2 separate regions of the Mus musculus genome follow, and region 2 is linked to region 1. A link is a contact called in public targeted proximity ligation data. All regions are on one chromosome and are shown on one strand. The core of a region is the stretch at or near the end of the contact, and the rest is flanking DNA. Distances in the headings are between cores, read along the strand shown.

The links.
Region 2: a contact with region 1 is called in a targeted proximity ligation map of trophoblast stem cells, with 17 read pairs. A contact is called at or near these places in 2 of 39 promoter capture datasets (embryonic stem cells and neural stem cells), 41 of 484 Hi-C or Micro-C datasets (the 3T3-L1 cell line, CD8 T cells, the CH12 cell line and 34 more), 27 of 130 datasets of targeted methods (the NIH/3T3 cell line, astrocytes, bone marrow-derived macrophages and 21 more) and 3 of 9 other capture datasets (adipose tissue, liver and pancreatic islet).

What each region holds. Positions count from the first base shown.
Region 1 is chr19:24,176,762-24,183,001 of GRCm38.p6, reverse strand. All of the region lies in intron 2 of Tjp2 (tight junction protein 2), which reads left to right. Among named protein-coding and RNA genes, the nearest start is that of Tjp2, 45 kb to the left of the region's middle.
Region 2 is chr19:24,277,736-24,283,975 of GRCm38.p6, reverse strand. Fxn (frataxin) reads left to right here and starts at 3,386. Exons shown (of 5, transcript NM_008044.3): 1 at 3,386-3,569. The coding sequence starts at 3,411.

The DNA.
Region 1 (6,240 bases), core at 1,127-3,626:
TGTCCTGGAACTCACTCTGTAGACCAGGCTGGCCTCGAACTCAGAAATTCGCCTGTCTCTGCCTCCCAAGTGCTGGGATTAAAGGTGTGCACCACCATGCCTGGTGAGACTTCATTTTTTAACATAGCATTTCCTCAGGATGAGGTGGGTAGGGGCAAAATGCCAATGAGTCCACTCATCCCATTATGAGGATACCACTTTATTTATTTATTTATTTATTTATTTTGCATGTCCATGTGTGAATTTGTATGTGTATGATGTATGCAGACGTGTGTGTGTGTGTGTGTGTGTGTGTGTGTGTGTGTGTGTGTGTGTGGTGTAGGGACAGAGGTTGATGTCAGGTTTCCTCCTGGATTACTTTCTACCTTATTTACTGAGCTGTTTCTTACTGGGCTCACAGCTTGCTGACTTTGCCTAGTTAGCTAGCTTGTCCGGGCATCCCCTCCTCACGTCTGTGCCGGGATTGACACGTACGTGGGTACCAGGGCTCTGTCTTTCTGCTTGTGTGGCAGGCACTTTATCCAGGGAGCCACCTCGTCAGCTCCCAAGGGTCCCACTTCTAAATCTAAGTTTAGACTGGTGACTTTATGAGTGCTTGGTGACCTCTCAGGTCTTTAAACAAGAAAACCAGCAGGATCTCCCTTTCCCAAGACAAAGATCCTCTTGGCTTCCAGGGGAACTGGAGGGGAGGGGAGACAGTGAGGCTGGGTCCAGGGCAGGCACCGAAGAGGCAGGTTTCGAGATATTCCACAATAAAAACACGTAATCTCAAAAATAAAAATAAAAGATGATCTCATAATGTTTTCCCTTTTGATTGTTATTAATTCCCAAAGTATTTTTGGAAACTCACTTCCGTAAAACTGTCTGTGGGTGATTCCCATCTTTACTCGTTTGATGATATTTTTGGAGTTTCTTCAACATGTTATTTATTTATTTAAATGTTCTTCAACATGCTTGCTTGCTTGCTTTCTCTCTCTCTCCCTCCCTCTCCCCTCTTTCTTTCTCTCTCTCTCTCTCTCTCTCTCTCTCTTTCTTTCTCTCTCTCTCTCTCTCTCTCTCTCTCTCTCTCTCTCTCTCTCTTTCTTTCTTTCTTTCTTTCTTTCTTTCTTTGCTCTGTCTGTGTCAACGCCTGTAAAGGGCATCAGATCCCATTACAGATGGTTGTGAGCCACCGTGTGGTTGCTGGGAATTGAACTCAGGACCCCTGGAAGAGCAGCCAGTGCTAGTTAACTGCTGAGCTGCCTCTCCAGCTCTCTCTCTCTTAAGTTTAAAAAAGAATGTATTCATCTTAGTTTATGCATATGAGTGTTTTGCCTACATGTATGTATCTAAGTGTACTACTATGTGCCCGTCTTTGGGGGGCAGAAGAGGGTATCAGGTCCACTGCAGTTCTGGATGGTTGTGAGTTGCCATGTGGGTTGTGGGAGTTGAACTTAGGTCCTCTACAGGAGCACCAAGTACTATTCATCACTGAGACATCTCTCTAGCCCATAGACAGAAGTTTTCACCGCTTAATAGATAATATGCTTTATTTTTAGACACTAGGAGTAATTTTTTTAAATCACAAGGTTTGGGGGCTCAGCAGTTAAAAGCATGTATTACTCTTAACAGAGGATATATCAGAGGGCTCACTGCCACATTTAACTTCAGCCCCAGGGGATCTGATGCCCTTTTCTGGCCTCTGAGGGCACTGCATTCATGTCTGTTGTCTCTCTGTCCGGCTCTCTCTGTCTGTCTCTCTGCCTCTCTTGTCTTTCTGTCTCTGTCTCTCTCTGTCTCTCTCTCTCACACACAGAATAAAAATAAAATCTATAAAATCTGAAAAGTTTTGAGTTTCTTTTTAACTCTAGTCATGATATATAAGCTGAAGTCCTACTGAGCATATTTTCTAACAGGTGTGAAATCACAACAGACTACATCAATTAAAATATAACCAACAAGTATTTTCCAGCCATATACCGTGTAATTTTTTGTTGAATTTAGGCCATTATGTATGACATAACGGCTTCACTTTGGGAATTAGATCGTCTCCCTTCCTCTGGCTTTCTCTTGGTATTTATCATGGATTATAATTTTTTAGTTTGTTTACTTTCTTGATTCTCCATCTCTATTTTTAAATTTCTAGCTCGTGTGCAAAAAAACTGGATTTCATTGACACACACACACACACATGTTATATCTTGCTCATATTTGCAGAAATACGGGGTTACTTCATGATTCTTTGTGCTGGGGTTGTGCCCATCTCTGTTCATCTCTGACGTTGATTCGAATGAGGACCTCAAAGTTCTAACGCCTGAGGATGTAGCTCAGGTCGGGTATATGTCTGTTAGGAATGTGCTTGTGAGGCCCCAGGTTCTGTCTCTAGCACCGTGGAGATGGGAGAGGAGGAAATAAGTCATTATTCTATCAGGGCGGACAGGTTAGGCAAGAACTACAAGTTCCACTGTTCAAGTAAACAGTTCTTTAGGAATGTAGGATTTAGAAAGCTAGATAGCCAATCACCTGTCTCCATTCTCCACAAAAGAAAACAAAATGAATCAAAGATGGGTAGTTTAACCACTGTTTCGAGTAAAAGGACCAATATGTGACAGCTAACAAGGAATGAGTAAAGTGGAGATGCCCCACCCCACTCCCAAGTAACTTTAGGGGATGGGGAGTGCAGCAGGGTGGCGCAGTAGAATCTGTCCTGAAAGGCTAGTGTTTGGAGTGAGGAGGGTGCAGAAGCCAGGAGAGAAGATGTGTTCCCCAGGGAGGGAAGAGAGGTTTGCCATTCTCTTGAGAAGTGTCAGGGATCATATGGGGCTTTAGTTGCTGCTTGGGCAATTCTTTTGACTCTGTCATTTGTCATCTTTTGTGTGTTTATCTTTCTCTTCATCATACTGTAGGCAGCTTTCTGTTATAAGTTGTCCTTATCTCTCTCTGCCTACCCTAGGGGATAGGGTAGGCATTTAAAAAATGTTTGTGGGAGGGGTGGGTCTGTATGATTCCAATCTGCCTTAGGTGCAGAGAGCAGCCTAGAGACTTTTCAGTGTGAGTTTACATTGTTTCCAACTGAAGAAACTAGGTAACCATGTTGTAAGTATATACACACATAGATACATATGTATATAAATATATTCTCTGTATGTGTGTGTGGTACAGAATATCTCTGCATATAGATCTCAAATCTTAACTTACTTTTTCTTTCATTACTGGGCTAGATGCTGATACAAACTAGGCAAGCACTTTAACCCCACCTCACCCCCCTTTTTCTGTTTAGGTTTTCCTAGAACTGGCTGTATAGTTCAGGCCGACTTTGAACTGGAGACTTTTCTACTTCAGCTAGTATGATCTGGTTTCTTTCTTAGAACCCTCTCTCTCTGCTGGTGAGAAAAATCTTAACATTCCATAGGAAATCTGACTAAGTGCATTAAGTTTGTTATGTTTGTTTGAGTTATTTTATTTTATTTTATTTATTTATTTGAGATGGGGTCTTACTTTGTAGCCCTGTCTGACTTGAAGCTCACCATGGAGACCAGGCTGTCCTGCAACTCAAGAGATCCATTCTACTTCCAGTGTGCTGACACAGATTTATTTTAACTAATCTATTTCAGAGACTTAATAAGTCATAATTTACAAACTACAGAAGCATTGTCTGTAATTAAAAAAAAAAGATTTATTTATTGTTATGAATAAGTATGCTGTAGTTGTCTTTAGACACACCAGAAGAGAGCATCAGATCTCATTACGGATGGTTGTGAGCCACCATGTGGTTGTGGGATTTGAACTCAGGACCTCTGGAAGAGCAGTCAGTGCTCTTACCTGCTGAGCCATCTCGCCAGCCCCCATTGACTGTAATTTTAAGAGGAAAACTCTATTCATAATGCTGTCATCAAAACATTTTCCAAGTATACTTTCTTTTTCTTACATATTTTTCATGCTTTATTAATGTGATCATAGGTTAGATAAAACTTGTGTTCATTCTCATTGACAGATTTTTGTTTGTTTGTTTCTCAAGACATAGTTTCCCTGTGTAGCCCTGGCTGTTCTGGAATTCACTCTGTAGACCAGCCTGGCCTCAAACTCACAGAAATCTGCCTGCCTCTGCCTCTTGAACGCTGGGATTAAAGGCCTGCATCACCCTTGCCCGGCCCCTTGACAGTTTATTAACATTGTCATTATTATTCTTGCTATATAAATTTTCTCATATTGTAGTTAACCCTTCTGTACTGGCTAGTTTTGTGTCAACTTGACACAGCTGGAGTTATCACAGAGAAAGGAGCTTCAGTTGAGGAAATGCCTCCATGAGATCCAGCTGTAAGGCATTTTCTCAATTAGTGATCAAGGGGGAAAGGCCCCTTGTGGGTGGGACCATCCCTGGGCTGGTAGTCTTGGGTTCTATAAGAGAGCAGGCTGAGCAAGCCAGGGGAAGCAAGCCAGTAAGTAACATTCCTCCATGGCCTCTGCATCAGCTCCTGCTTCCTGACCTGCTTGAGTTCCAGTCCTGACTTCCTGGGTGATGAACAGCAATGTGGAAGTGTAAGCTGAATAAACCCTTTCCTCCCCAACTTGTTTCTTGGTCATGATGTTTGTGCAGGAATAGAAACCCTGACTAAGACACCCCCCCCCCTTTAGTTTTGTCTATACTGATGATTACACATGGCCTCCTACATGCTAGGCAGGAATTCTACCACTGAACCACATTCCTGGTCCTTGAGATAGGATCTTGCTAATTTGCTCAAGCTAGTCTGGGTAGGTCATGACCTTGAACAGCTCCCTTCCAAGCAGCTAAACAGCTAGGATTACGGGCCTGACTAGTTTATGTGTTTGTATTTATAGTTTTGTTTTTCATTGAAGCAGAGCCTCCCAGGGAAGTTGAGGCTGACCTGTAACTCAAAATTCTCCTGTAAGAGTGCCAGGTTATAGACATCGGTTACTACACTATGCCTGCTTTCTGTCAAGTAGGATAGGATTTAATAGCTCTTTATCCCTGGCCATAGATGACTTCCATCTCTTCTGACTAGGAATGGACACCTTGGGAAGTAATGAAACTTTGATATGGAACAATTTTGGCCAACTTCAGCGGTGGGTCTATCTGAAGCAATTAGGTTCAGAGTCTGTATTTCTTCTCATTTCTCTTTTGAAAGAGGGATGATGTCATATAGCCCAGGCTGGCCTTCAACTCAGTATATAGCAAAGGGGACATCTAATTCTCCTGTCCCCAACTTCTGAGTGTGCCACCACATCGTTTATGTTGTACTGGGGGTCAAACTCAGGACTTCCTGTGCTGGCTAAGTCTACCAACCAAGCTGTATCTCCAGTCCCAGTCAGTTCTTGACTGACTTCCTCACAGTTCTGTGTTAACTGACTATGTTCCCCCTTTTAAAGCTCACTCTTCCTATGGCTTTTTGACCACCTTTCTCCAGAAAGTGTCTTCTGCTTGTTGTGATCTTTGCACAGCCTCAGTAGGACCACACCAGGCCAAACAGTTCCATGTGAGGTTTATTGAGAGAGAGAGAAGGGCAAGGTGGTGATGGAGAGAGAGAGAAGGGGGGAGGAGAGAGATCAGAGGGACCTTTATATATGGATGGTGACATAGTCAGGTAAAGGTGGGAGGTGGAATGGATTCTGGGAATATGGTGGCTGTTGCTTGGCAACAGGTGTGCCGGTTGTGCCGTGATGTCACGGGTTTTGGAGGTCCTGATACCAACACTGCCCTTTCAGGTTTGCTTTGATTTTTATTTACTTATTTTTTTGTCCAGCAGAGTTTGTAATTCCTATAGGCAGGTCCTGTCTTTGGTCCACCTTTGCCTCTAACTGCATCAGGTGTCTAAAAGGTGTCATGCCTTCTCTTGCCTTCTCTTGATGGCAACTTTCACAACTCATTGGTGACTTCCAGAGCTCTCTAGCCAGGTGCTCATTAATACCTCGTGGAGCTGACATGCTCAGTGTGGAGCTACTGAGCATCTCCACCTGGATGACACATAGCCCTTGACTGCTCTACATCCCTAAACTCATTCATTATCCTTCCTCGGGCCCCTCCCAAGGTATGCTCGGCTCCTGAATTCTCCATTGTAGTCAAAGCACTGTCTACTTAAATAGGCCACACACCCGAGAGTCACACTGGGCTCACTTCCCTTTTGTCCTTCACAGCTAGTTGGAGTTACCCAGCCCATTGAGCTACTTCCTCTGTTTCTTTGGAGTCTGGCTTCCTTTCATCTAATGCTGCATTCCATTTTGCCTGCTTGCCCACAATGGTAG
Region 2 (6,240 bases), core at 2,137-4,636, 100 kb before region 1:
TACAACCTTAGTCACTTCTTTCAAGGTTCTGGATGCAAATACAGTTTGGTCAGAATGTATTGGGGAATGAGATTTTCTGCAGGGAACTTGAAGGACATTTCAGCTCATTATATATCTCTATTTCATTGTTAACATCTGCAGGGCAGGTGGTCCTGAGTTGTATAAAAAGCAGGCTAAGCAAGTCATTTGGAGCAAGCTAGTAAGCAGCACTCCCCCGGGACACACACACACCAAAACACACCCCCGCCCATGGTCTCTGTTTCGTTTCCTGCTGAGTTCCTGTCCTGAACTCCCTTGTGTGTCCATGAGAAGCATGCTTCTCACCTGTTGAATGCTGTGCTGTACAGATACAGCAGCTGAGCCCACAAAGCCATGTGTATTTCTATCACAGCACAGAGCTTCCTTGAGGGACAGCTGCTACATCTATGCCAACTCCTTAATCAATACAAGCCACCCTCTAAGGCTGATATCTCAGAGCTGAGGATGGGGCTCAAAGATGGAGCACTTGCCATACATGCCGAATGTGGTGACAGACACATTTAAACCCAGCACTTGAGAGGCAGAGGCAGATGAATTTCTGTGAGTCTGACGCCAGCCTGGTCTACAGAGCAAGTTCCAGGTCAGTCAGGATTGTATAGTGAGACCTTGTCTCAAAAAGCAAACAACAACAACAACAAAATCCACAAATAAATAACATGTTGTTCCAACCACACCACCTGCCTCTATCTTTGTGACCCCTCAGATAAATCTCCAAGAATAATTTTGGTTTTGTAGAGATGAGAGCCCTCTCCCAAATGCTGACTCCTAGGACCCCAAGGCATGCTGCTGGAAGTCAGGCCCAGCAAATAAGCCCAACCTCCTCTCTTCTGGGCATCACACATTTCATAGTTAGCAATTATTATTTAAATTAGTGCTGTTTCTTACCTATTCTCAAAAACACTCATATCAGTTAACTGATTCACACACTTTATTAATCAGTAGGGGTTTTGGGGTTTTTTATTTTCTATTTTTTTATTTTTTTAGGTTTAGTTTAGTTTTTGGTTTTCTGAGACAGGGGTTCTCTGTGTAATTCTGACTGTTCTGGAACTCGATCTGTAGACCAGGCTGACCTCGAACTCACAGAGATCTGCCTACCTCTGCCTCCTGAGTGCTGGGATTAAAGGCATGCGCCGCCACCACCACCTGGCATGAGTCAATTCTATGTTAAGCTCACAGCAGTGTATCAGAGGCATGCCAGAGTTTGGATACTGAGTGCTACCAGTCTCCTGGGACACAAGGAGCTGTTCCCAGCTCCTCAGTAAACAGCGCTATGTCCTTGGCAGATGTTAGGGAGGAACACCTTGAACTTCTCTGATCTATAAGTAAATGAACAGGCTTACAGTCCCCCATCGTGGAAGTCATTGTTTTGGGAATATGTGCAACATCACTTCCGACCGGAATAGCTATCACTGGAACTTTCCATGCCTCTTCACCAGAACGTGCCCCTCCCTGGTACTGGCTTCTGTGGTTTGAATGCTTTTGTCAACTCCATGAATTCTTCTTGAGACCCTTAACACACACACACACACACACACACACACACACACACACACACACCAGTATTGGAAGATGTTGCCTTTGGATGGGTCTGGGTCATGAGGGCTCAACCCTTGCTATACACAGGGCTTGTTGGAGGCCTTTCTGTTGTGTGAGGAACAGCATTCTTCTCTTCCTCTCCAGAGGATCCATTTCTGTTCTTTATAATCTAACCAGCCTCAGGCAGTACATTACAGCAGCACAGAATGGACCATGATGCTGACCGGTAGCGTAGCCCTCACTGTTTTGCAGACTATTGGCTTCCATGGATGGGCACATGATCCCAGAGAGCCAGTTAGAGCTGTGATATTGAAACTAAGAAAAACTCCTTTTCTAAGACAGAGGGTGTAAGAGCCCTCGGACCAGAAATCAGGAAGCCAGGGTTCTAACTCCCCTTCAATCAGGGGGGAGTCACTTAATATGTCAGGGCTTCCAATTCCATATCTGAAAATTAGCTACAGGTCAGAGAGGGAGAAGGAGAGGAAGGAAGGAGAGAGAGAAAGAGAGAGGGGGAGGGTTGCATTAGCAGTCACTACAAACTTCCCCTTTCCTTTGTGGCTTTTTGTGGGAAATCAGAAGCAATAGTATCCCAAGTCAGGTGGTACATGGAGGATGTTCTTAAACGCTTTGCTGCTGACCGCTGCTGTCATTCAATCCTTCTTGAGACCCTGGAGGCAAAAGACTCCTCTGACACTGTCTCTTAACTCTTGAAGCTCAGAGTTCTCCAGTGTCATAATGGCAACCCGAGACAATGCACAGACTCCTTCTCACACTGACATAAAAGCCAGGAGAACTACCAGGAGTGTGAGGAACCTGTTGGGGCTGCTGGGGGGGAAAAAAAAAAAAACAGCTATGAGGAGAACCAATCACCAGTCCTGACTACTCCTCATCCAAGAAGCATTCGGGTACTTCAGCCGGGCACTTCCTTATTCCTACTGTTGTTTCAGAATCCCATACATGTATACAATGTGTTTTCGATCAAACTCACCTGCCACTCCCAACTCCTACCGAACCACCCCACCCCTCCTCCCAATTTTATGTTCCTTTTTAAATTTTTATTTATTTATGTGTTTATTTGTTTATTTACTTATTTATTTTGACTAGGTCTCACTATGTAGCTCCGGCTGTTCTGAAACTCACTATGTAGCTCAAGCTGGCCTCGAACTCCATATACCTGACTCTGCCTCTCGGGTGCTGGGATTAAAGGTGTACACTACCACCGCTCTGAATTTTTTTTTTTTTAAACCGACTCCACTTAGCCCTAACAGTGTATACAGTGTAGGACCATCCCCATGGAGCTAGGACAGCCAATCAGAGGCCATATCCCAGAAGAAAACTCACCCTCCCTCATCCTATAGCCATCAGCAACCAATAGTTCCTCGGCTGAGCCTGGGGCTACGGAAGCCCCTCCTCCATTCATGCTGCCTGGTACTTCTATTGCCTAAGAGATGCGGAATTTGAGATGATCGGGCAGTTGAAGCTAGCTGTTAGAACTAGTTTTGTTTTGTTTTTTAAGCAAAGCTATTTTGATCACCAGCGTATCTTCAGAATCACCCACTACCACTCTGTAAAATTGTTGTCAGCGAATAAACTTGCAGGGGTCAGTGTTTACACACTAGTGCTGCCCAAGGGATACGTTGCGAGTTTGGCGCAGAGCAGGTTCTGGGTTCTGGTTAAAGGTCTGCACAGGGCTGTAGTGCTGGACCTGCGCGCAGGAGCCCAGCCGCGGCGCTCGGGGGGGGGGGGGGGCGGGGGGGGGCGGGGGGGGGGCACGGCCACCAGGTGGCACCACCGAGTCCTCGCGCGGGGCGGAGCGGCCGCGGAGCTGGAGTAGCATGTGGGCGTTCGGAGGTCGCGCAGCCGTGGGCTTGCTGCCCCGGACGGCGTCCCGGGCCTCCGCCTGGGTCGGGAACCCGCGCTGGAGGGAACCGATCGTAACCTGCGGCCGCCGAGGCCTACATGTCACAGTCAACGCCGGCGCCACCCGCCACGCCGTGAGTACGCGCTTCGCCGGGCCGCACACCGGAGCGCAGGCCGCGCCCGCCCCTATGCCGGGGACGCGCAGCGCGCACGCGCCGAGTCGCTCTGGTTGCGCGCGCGTTTGGGTGCAGGGCGCGCGCGGTGTTTGCGCGGGCTTCGGACCTTGGCGGTGGGGATGGGAAAAGACGAGTTTCCGTAATTAACACAGGATGTATAGCGTGTGCAGCAGGGCGTGTTTATTATTGTGTGCACTCCGAAGTTGCCTTTTTCAGGGCGTGAGACTAATGGGGTTGTGGAGTTGCTCTGAGCAGGGCTTTTTGTTGCTTGTTTGCCTCACTCTGTATCCCTGGCTAGCCTAGGATTGGCTGAGTACCCCAAAGTGGCTTCAATCCTGTGATCCTCCTGCCTCCTCTCTGCTGGGATCACAGGTGTAGCAGCAGAGCCCTAGAGTCCAGCTTTTGGAAAATGAGGGGATCTTGGTTCCACGTTCTGACTGCGCGGCGCTGGAGAGCCCTGTGACCTTGGGGAGACCCTAACTGTCTGGGGGCAGGGCTTGGCTTTCTGTTCCGAGGAGATTAAAGGGTAACACCCATTTTGCGATTTTGGCGGGAGAATTAAACTGTATTCGCAAAGGCCTTAGCACTTCAGATAAGTCTCGGTTCTTAGTAGATGCAAAGAACAGAATCTGTTACTCCGTGGCTTGAAAAGACAGCAGTAGGGTGAAGGAAGGCTTTCCGGAGAGGGCCGTGATAGATGCCAAAGAACGGGTCTGGGGAGCATTCTAGGAAGGGGAGAGCTATGGACAAAGGTGGAGTAGGCTGTGGGATAATAATGTCTACAGGTTTAAACCCAGCTTAGGATTCTTGAGGTCCTGTCATTAAAATAAAAAACAATAATAAAAATAGGGCTAGCTTTGTAGCTCAGCAGTGACATGGTCACTTAGCGTTCAAGAGTTCTTGGGTTCTTTCTATAACACTGAAAAAGAAAGTTTAAAAACAAAACAAACAAAAGTGGACTGGTCAGAGAGAGAGACGGCTAGGGTTTGAAGGGCCGAACCTGTAACCCATGCTTCCTCAAACACTTTCTTGGATGTTTACTGCCCTGTTCTTCCCTTGCCTGGCGCCTGACAGCTGGGCTCCAGTTGCAGCTGTGCACTTTGGATTTCTGCATCTCTGAGAGCCTGAGCAACTTTGTCTTTGGCATCTCCGTTTCCTCGCCTGTACAATGCAAATACAGTCGGTCCATCTTTATGCTCAGAGTCTGTTCTCAGTGGCTCAATATCGTTTACGGTCCCCAGTTGTCTACCCTGATGCTCCTACAGTCACTTTGAAAGCGGCAGACTGGCCAAAAGCGCAAGGCTCATGGAAGGTGTCCCCTCCCGGCCGTTGTCCAACAAGGCTTGATTCCGCTGTCACGGAGTGAGCAGATATTCAGTCTCTTCAGCGAAATGCCTGTTTGCGTCGATGTACCTGTGGGAGACTTTGTCGTTTGAAAGTGGTCCCCAAGCCTAGAGCCACAGTAAACATAGTAAGATTGTGGAATGGCTTGCAAAGAAAATGTATGAAAGAAACACCTCACTCAGGTGGGCAGTGGTGGCACAGGCCTTTAATCCCAGTACTTGGGAGGCAGAGGCAGGCGGATTTCTGAGTTCGAGGCCAGCCTGGTCTACAGAGTGAGTTCCAGGACAGCCAGGGCTACACAGAGAAACCTTGTCTCGAGAAAAAAAAAAAAAAAAAAAAGAAAGAAAGAAAGAAAGAAAGAAAGAAAAAAAGAAACACCTCACTTCAGCATGAGTTATAAGTGTTCTTGCTTCAAGTTCAAAGCTGACAAACCAATAATATATAATAAATAAAGTGTCTTTAGACAGACATGCACAAACAGAATTATGCATACGCATTGGCCATTTGATAGTTATGACCCTGAGACTTATAGGGACCCAACCTGTGCCCCCTAGGAACAAGTAAGTGAGCACTGCAACTCTATAGGGCTACCCCCTCCAGCGGATGATGATGGAGTAGGGGATAGAGAGATGGCTCAGCATTTAAGAACACTTGCTATTCTTAGAGAGGATCTGGGTTTGATTCCTGGCACAAGGCAGCGCCCAACCTTCTATCACTCCAGTTCTTGGAGATCTGAGATCGGCTGCCCTCTTCTCCCTCCAAGGTCACCCACATACATGCTGTGTATATCCATATACTCAGGCACACACACACAAAATACAAGATAATTATTTTTTTTAAAAAAAAGATGATCACGATGAAGTTCTTCCCTCATAACTCCATGAGGGAGAAAAGGATTCTGTGAGTCCATTCAGCTAAAGACAGAGCAGTGCCAAGCAGAGAGAGACGACTCTCGAGCACATGGCAGCTGGTGCGGTGTAGCCATGGCCACTTGAGATACAGTCAGCATAGCTATCTTAGCCAATGGAGAGATGCTCGATCTGGTGCTACCTAACCATGACCACCTGAGTGAGATACAGCTACCACAGCTGTCTTAGTCAGTGTTCCATTGCTGTGAAGCGACACCATGATCAAACATTTAATAGGGGCTAGCTTTCAGTTCAGAAGTTTAATCCATTATCATTATGGTGGGAAAGCGTGGTATCAATGCAGGCAGACATAGCAGGAAATATGGTGGCACATAGGCAGACACAGTACTGGAGATCAGCTGAGAGGCTGCAGGCAG